Linked DNA regions of Mus musculus: region 2 is linked to region 1. The links are chromatin contacts, called in public Hi-C maps. All regions are on one chromosome and are shown on one strand. The core of a region is the stretch at or near the end of the contact, and the rest is flanking DNA. Distances in the headings are between cores, read along the strand shown.

What was found. Hi-C and Micro-C count contacts between places; a contact is called where the count stands out from the background.
Region 2: a Hi-C map of CD8 T cells shows a contact between it and region 1, with 5 times the contacts expected there. The contact joins two enhancer-like sites. A contact is called at or near these places in 3 of 484 Hi-C or Micro-C datasets (CD8 T cells, bone marrow-derived macrophages and nephron progenitors), 1 of 115 datasets of contacts at active chromatin or transcription factors (memory CD8 T cells) and 1 of 9 other capture datasets (embryonic stem cells).

Annotation. Positions count from the first base shown.
Region 1 is chr15:80,505,367-80,509,370 of GRCm38.p6, reverse strand. Enthd1 (ENTH domain containing 1) reads left to right here. Exons shown (of 6, transcript NM_001163189.1): 4 at 63-189. Among named protein-coding and RNA genes, the nearest start is that of Gm23220, 49 kb to the right of the region's middle. Within about 2 kb of position 1,765, at least 5 of the 459 cell types and tissues checked have an H3K27ac peak or open chromatin away from gene starts, as enhancers often do. A contact at or near this core is called in CD8 T cells, where this site is marked.
Region 2 is chr15:80,588,647-80,592,650 of GRCm38.p6, reverse strand. The region is part of intron 1 of Grap2 (GRB2-related adaptor protein 2); the gene reads right to left. Among named protein-coding and RNA genes, the nearest start is that of Grap2, 18 kb to the right of the region's middle. Within about 2 kb of position 1,795, at least 21 of the 459 cell types and tissues checked have an H3K27ac peak or open chromatin away from gene starts, as enhancers often do. A contact at or near this core is called in CD8 T cells, where this site is marked.

The sequences.
Region 1 (4,004 bases), core at 516-3,015:
GACCCACCTCTCTGGTGCAGTTTTTGTTTTCCAGTGACTGTGCCCTCTCTTGTTTCTGTCAGGACCTAACACTGTTGTACTCCTATGAGCATCCGAAGCAACCTGTGACAAGGTTACCTCCTTCCTTTACCTCTCCTGCTTCCTGGCTGTCAGAAGGGGAAGCGGAAATCTGCAATCTCTGGGACACAGGTAATTTGGCTACAGATGAAATTTTCTTCAGAAATAGAAGTGAGATGCACTTGAAGGAAAGGTTACACAAATACAAGATTTGATTTTGAAATATAGCAATGCTTGGCTTTGTTTATCATTGGTCATCAGCAGCAGGACTGGCATGATAAATCCAGCCCATATGTGGCCTTTGACTCCCATTTTGTTGGTCACCTGCTTCTGGGATTCTGATTTCTTTCTCTTCTATTTCACTTTGTTTAAAAATTAATTGCTAGCCTTACACTTTTCTTTGAAAGTTTTAAAGAGTAGAACTAATTTTCTGTTCTTAAAAAAGATTTTTTTATTATTTTCATATGTCTAAGTATCTTGTCTGCATATATGTTTGTGCACCACATATGTACCCTGTGACACGGAGGCCAGAAGAGGGTGTTAGATCCTGGATATCTGGAATTATAGACGGCTGTAAGCCACCATGTGGGTGCTGACTATTGAGCCCAGGTCCTCTGCGAGAGCAGCCCTCTCTGCAGCCCAATTTTAGTATGTTTTTTAGTGAGACTTATTTCTGATGAAGCCTAATGAATGAGACCCGACTAGAGCAGGCATTAAGTGGAAATGTGAAGGAGCAGAATGAAGAGCGCCAGTCCCACAGCTCGGTCAGACAGCTCCTGAATCATTAACTTTAGAAAAGGGCACAGGGGAAAGCTGGGTGTGGTAGCTCACATTTGCAATCCTGGAGAGACAGAGTTACCACAAACTCAAAGCCAGCCCCATCCAAGCCAACCTGGACTACAGTATAAGATCCTGTCTCAAAAACCTTGGGGGGAAAGGGCACAGGATAAATTACACAAAATGATACCAAAGTCACCTCTAGTAAATGACAATGTTGAGTCCCACCTGCTGTTGTCAGGACCCCTTGGGGTCTGCCTCCCTCCTGTCATTGCTCTGTATGAAGTCCCAACTTGCAATACACTTTGGGGCTGAAGACAGAGCCCAGGCCTCATGGAGAGCATGCTAAGTGCACACTGCATACCCAGCTGCATTCTGGTTGCAATAGGTTCCTCCACTAGGTTTGCTCAGCCAGAGGGGTGACCTGTCCATCACCAAGATATGAGTGGGGCAACCTGAGTACCTGTGAGCAGTGCCTTGTCTGTCTTTTGCTTTCTAGCTCCTGGTTGACCTTTCCTGCCTCACAGAGGTGGTTCCTCATGGTTTAGGCTCTCTCTTTCCCTGTTCTCAGACCTTATACCTCGAAGTTCCTCCTCATACAGACCTGCAGCACCCAAAATTGAAAAACCACAGTGTTAGCATAGACTTTCTGTGCAAGCACACATTTATAAATAGTTCTTATAAACTCTTGTGAGAACTAAAAGAATAATTTTAATAATAATTTTAATAAATGCAACAAAAGGTTGTATGAGATGGCATTAGCACAGATAATAGTTGTAAATGGCTTTAATCTAGGGACAGCTTACTTGACATTTAAATCTGTCTGTCTATCTTTGAGACAGTGTCTCACTATGTGTAGCCTTGGCTTACATAGAACCCCAGCTTTTCATTGCATGCTATCCTGGCTCTAACTCACTACCTCTGCCCACTGGGTGCTGAGCTTGAGGGTGAGGGTCACCACATCCGCCTTGCTCAGTGTTCTTCCACGGTCTGTAAAGTAAACAGCTCAAATCTAGAAGCTCGAAGGAAGAGCAATGGGGAAAACTTTTCTTGTATTCTAACATCGCCTAACATCCCCCCCCCCAACATTTCAAATATAGACTTTCTTTTTGGGAGCAGCTTTAGATTCACAGTAGAACTCAGCAAAAAGTGCAAAGTGTCTCTGAGCTTCTGTGCAAAACACACATGGCTTGTCACTATCCACATTTGTTACAGTCAGGCCTGTATTGACACCATGGTCATTCTCAGTCTGTAGTTTTGTCCCACACTCGTGTGTGGGTATGAACACGTGACTGACATACATACATTATTACCACACAGTGTGACCTCATTGTCCCAAGGTCCCTCTGTGCTCCACTACTCACCCCTGCCTCCCTCCGTGCTAGCAGCCACCAACCTCTTTTGTTTGTCTTTTCTTAGAATGTCATAGCATCAGAATCATGCAAGGGGCACCACTTTAGGTTGGCTTCCTGATGGGCATGGTGGGGCATGACTTTAATCCCAGCACTTGGGAGGCAGAGGTAGGTAGATCTCTGTGAGTTCAAGGCCAGCCTGGTTTAAAAAACAAGTTCCAGGACAGCCAGGGCTACGTGGAGAAACCTTGTCTGAAAGAAAGAAAGAAAGAAAGAAAGAAAGAAAGAAAGAAAGAAAGAAAGAAAGAAAGAAAGAAAGAGAGAGAGAGAGAAAAAGAGAGAAAGAGAGAAAGAAAGACAGAAAGAGAAAGAGAGAGAGAAAGAGAGAGAGAGAAAGAAAGTGAAAGAAAGAGAAAAAGGAGAAGAGAGGAGGGGAGGGGAGGGGAGGGGAGAAGAGAAGAGAAGAGAAGAGAAGAGAAGAGAAGAGAAGAGAAGAGAAGAGAAGAGAAGAGAAGAGAGAACAAAGGAAGGATAGGAAGGAAGGAAGGAAGGAAGGAAGGAAGGAAGGAAGGAAGGAAGGAAGGAAGGAAGATTGGCTTCTTTGAGGTTGTAACCTGCCTTGAAAGTTCTTCTCATGCCTGGATCACTCCTTTCTTCTGAGTGTGGAATAAGATATCTCAGTTTAGTATTTTCCCTCTGGAAGCCACCTTGGTCGGTTTTGGTTCTGCAGTATAAAGTAAGCAGGCAAGGTAGGCTTTTGTTTGAATATATATTTCCCCTCTAACACTTTGACACAAGTGGAATAGAGTATAGATGAGAATCAGAGACCACCCTGAAGAGAGGCTTCAGAACATGCTACATGAGGAAATGCCTCCCTGGGGTTCTTAGCCAGAACCCATGTCAGGTAGAGGGTGCTTCCTGTTATTTTTAATATATGTGCATGTGGTGTGTGTGTGTGTGTGTGTGTGTGTGTGTGTGTGTGTGTGTGTGTGTGTGTGTGGTATATGTGGTGTGTGTGTGTGTGTGTGTGTGTGTGTGTGTGGTATGTGTTTGTATGGTGTGTGTGTGTTCATATATGGGCATATATGTACAAGTATATGTACCTCTCATATGTGGAAGAGGTTTGATGCCAGGTGTCTTTCTCAGTGGGTGTCCACTTTTTTTTTCTTTTACTGAGGCAGGTTCTCTCCCTGAACCCAGAGCTCCCCAATTCCTAGTCTTGTTAGCCTACTTGCCCTGGGATGTGGTCTCTGCCACCTGAGTGTTAGCATTACAGGCAGGCTCCATGCCTACCCTGCTTCTATTTGCAGCAAGCACTTTATCCCCTGAGCCATCTCTCCAGACCCTTTTCCTATTTTTAAGCCCTTCTTTTCTCCAGCCTTTCCCCGGCTTGCTAAAATGCAGATCCTAGCATTTCACTTCCCAGCTCCACAACTGTCAACAGCTCTCTGCTGCCAGGGAGATAAGTCTAAGTTTTTCATATTGTCATATGAAATTTCCATAGTTTGATCCCAGCTGATCGTTCAGGTCCCCTTACCCCAAGCAGCCAGTACTCACAGGCTCTGTGACATCCCGTGTGTAGTCCCTTCTCTTTAGACTGTCTTTGTTCCATGGTAACATGCTGATCTAACTTTTGTGATGTAAATACCATTTATTATGTTCATGGATTCTCTGGGTCAGGAATTAGGACAAGACACAGTGGGAATGGCTTGCCTCTCCCATGATGGATAGACCTCTGAGCCTCAGCTGAGGAGCTCAAAGGCCAGGCCAGGGATCTTCTGAAGGCCTGCTCCTTCTGGTGTCTGGCTGTTGCTGCTG
Region 2 (4,004 bases), core at 546-3,045, 83 kb before region 1:
TCTGCCCGGTGAGTGGGAAGGGAGGTGAAGGTTATGCGTGACAGTAACAACAGAAGTGTCACTGGAGAATAAAGTCGGGGAAGGGCTCGCAGGAGGCAGGTGGTAGGGGTTGATGACTCTTAAGTAGAATCAAGAGATGGGTCTAATGTAACGAGAAACTTTAAAACTGCAAGGTGTATGCTATTAATGACTCGGGGCGGACGAGATATAAAACAGCAAGAACCAAATCCCTGACCTGGAGTCACCTAGCAGAAGCCATTCTCACAATGGATGCTTCAGCCAGTGATGAAGCATTTGGTATAAAGATACATAAAGGAAATGAAAGGAGCATTGTGTTTTAGGTGCTGGGATACTATGCCAAAAGTACCTTTGTATAAGGTCGAATCCTAGCAAGTGGCCACTTTAGGGGCGCTAAAAATTAGTCAGATTTTTATCAATTTCATACAGCTCAACCCGATATGTTGAGGTTAATTGACAGTAAATCAAAACACTTCTATGACCTTGCCTTCTATTGCCTTTTAACTATGACCATAAAATGAAATTGGCCAATTTTATGTCTCAACCTCTTTGACCTTCCAGAATTTTCCCCTGCTAGATGCTAAATAAGTGTTTTGTTAATTGAGTGGTATTTTCTGTTATCTCCTCTCAAAAGTTAGGTCTGAATTTTGCTGTGCTACTTAAATTCTGAGGCTGTCCCTTAAACTATAATTAATAAAGTGTTGGCTTCATTTCAGTTCTCATGATTTAGATAAATCTTTCCTGCTCCTTGTTTGGGCAGTGCGGGGAAGCTAATTAATATATTATTAATATATTTCACAGGCAAGCAAGACTCTGCTTGCTCACACGGCCATGACAAGAATAAACTCAGGTCAGAAATATTTTTGCAATTATGGGAAAATGTTATTATAATAATGAAAAATTATTGTTTATATAATACAACTCTGCACACTGAAATACATTACAGACTAACAAACAAGGTGAACAGCAACCAGGCAGGCTCTTTCCCAAAGGTGCTAATCACTCAGAGCCCAGTTGGACCATCAGTGGGCCCTGCGGTGAACTCGAAAAAGATAACTTTTGGGCATCCCAGAAGAACTTCATTTATTATCATCTGCAATAACCTTCGTAAAAGTTGATTCCGAATTTAGCAGCAAATTCTGAGACAGCTGAGATGGTAGTATGCATTCTGTTTTCCACTCACAAAATAAGATGCTTCAGGGCTGGGGATGTAGCTCGGCTGGTAGAGTGCTTGCCTGGCAGGCCTCAAGTCTTAGGTTTGATTCCTAACTCTACAGAAACCATGTGTGGTGGTGCACGCCTGTACCCTTAGCCTTTAAGAGGCAGGAGGGCCAGCAGTTCAAGGTCATCTTCAGCTATGTAATGAGTTCCAGGCTAGACTGGACTACATGAGACCTAGCAAAAATGGGATGGCGGGCTGGGAATAACTAGAAAATATCTTGGTGGCAGTATGCTTGCCTAACCTGTGTGGGACCCTAAATCCAGTTCCCAGCACCAGAGGGGGAAAGTCTATCTCCTACAGAAATCTAAGATATGTGGACTGGTCAGAGAAGGGTGTTACAGCATCTCTTCTAGACTCCAGTTTCCCCTTATTTGTTAACCATTATCCTAGAGAATATACATCCTTTGTACCATTTGCTGTTGTGCGGCTAAATAGGCAACATCTTAAAATGCTTCAGGAGCCCGAGTCAGAAAGGATATTATTGAGGTTTGGTTAACCTGGAGCTGGGACATCGACCACGCCACACACACACAATTCTGAGAAAACAGAATTGCTTTCAGTTTTGAAGAGAACCACAAACCCCTCTATGTCTAAGTTACTTATCTGAGCCAAACCTATGGGCAAAGGAGGAGCTGAGACTCCAATACAAGTTCAGTATCCATCTGAACTTCTCCCTTAAGGCCAAGGGTGTTCCTTGGAGTTTTCTTTTCCTTTTTTGGGTAGAGCATTCACAGTTCTGCCTGATTCCTGCTGTCCAACGGGAGCCTAACCCCAACTCATGGGTTCTACAACCACATGGCAGTGTCGATTACCGCTTAGACTGTCTAGGGCAAGAACAGCTCTAAACACACCAAGAGGTGATCAGCTGCCGCTCACACAGCCCAGAGGCAAGCAGTCAGAGCAGTGGGAAGAACTAGCGAATCTCAGGAGCAAGAGTTGTAGGGATTCTGTCCTGGTTCTGATTCAAGTTGACTAAGATATGAAAAATACCAATAGAGCCAGGCAATCCTGCATTTCCCTTTTTAACTCCCCGAAAGCTCCCTGGTTTGAGGGCTTTTGGGGGAATGTTGAGGAGAACAGGACACTGCTGGCAAGTGATAGGGAGGTGTGTTGTTAGGAAAGTTGTCTGGGGTTTGAGATTAGGGTCTGTTACTGGATTGCATTTGTGAGCTGGGGACGCTGCTGAAAGGGCAGGAGCCGTGCTTCAGAGGTTGGCTCAGGGGGAGGTGAGGGCTCTGGGCCAATCAATCCTTCATTACATTAACAACACAGCTCTAATCCGGTCTAGCGATAAATCCCTCACAGGAGTGTGCATCGCAATAACACCGACACAATCACAATCTGCTCTCAACAATACCGGTGCTGTCATACTTCTGGCTCTTTCCTCCAACTTCCCATCTCTGATAATGACTTCTCCCGTGCACCGAGAAGAGAAGCAATCAGAAGCCGTTCTTGTCGACTGCTGTTTTAAACGACCAAAGTTGTCTTTTGTCTGGGAGAGCACAGTCTTCAAAAACAAGAAACAAACCATGTATTGAACACATATCATGTAGCTGGCAGTTGCTCTATGGTTAACCTTTAAAAGATGATTCCTTAAAAAGCCATCTGGCCAAAATATGAAATGTCTGCTTTGCTAATGAATTAAAATAACAAAACAGGGACGTGTGTGTGTGTGTGTGTGTGTGTGTGTGTGTGTCTGTGTCTGTGTGTGTCTGTGACCGACCTCAGGTCCTCTGAAAGAGCAGTCTATGCTTTTCACTGTTGAGCCATTTCTCTAGCACTAATATTTTTTTTAATGTGCTAAAAAAGTAATGTTTTCTCACATTTTGTACACATTCCCTTTCACTAAGGGAACAAGCAGCTCAGCTGACATTGTGTGCAGCGTAAGCCTGGACCCCATGATCCTATGGGGTGCCACATTTAGTCAGATGAACCAGAACCAAGCTGGGAGGCAAAGGATGCCGCTCACAACTCAAAGTGTGGAGAGCTTTTAAGCTGAAAAATCAAGTCATGAGAAAGCGCGCTCAACTCTAACTTCTAGATCTGATGTGATCTTTTTATGCTCAGTCAAAAAATAGAAAACATATAGACAAGTACAGAGTATAATTTTTATGTTTATAATATTTACATATGGCCTTTTTTTTGGGGGGGTGTCTTGCTACATAGCTCAGGTTGGCTATGAACTCATTATGTAGCCCAGGTTGGCCTTGAATGTCAAGATATTTATGCCTTGGGTGTTTTTCTGTGTTGCCCCAGCTGTCCTGGAATTCACTTTGTAGACCAGGCTGGCCTCGAACTCAGAAATCTGCCTGCCTCTGCCTCCCAAGTGCTGGGATTAAAGGCGTGCACCACCACGTCCCGGCTTAAGCTTGTTCTTTCTTTTGAGACAGTCCTACTGTGTAGCCTGGGCCACTCACTCTTGAACTCATGATTTTCTTGCTGCATCCTTCCTAGTGCTGGGATTAAGGGCTAAATGCTGGGATAAATATGTACTTTATTGAGATAGGGTCTCACTACATAGCCCTGGCTGTTCTAGATCTGTGTAGACCAGGCTGGCCTTAAACTAATAGAGATCTATCTCTGCCTCCCGAGTGCTGGGGTTAGAAGCATGAGCCGCCATGTATGAATCTCAAATGTAATTTGTTTTTTGTTTTACGTTGTTCTGTGCCCCACTATTCATAGGATTTTTATGAGTCTATTTCATAAACCCTATTTATTTCAGAGGGTGGGGAGAGGGCTAGGCTTCCAAACCTAGCTCTCTGTT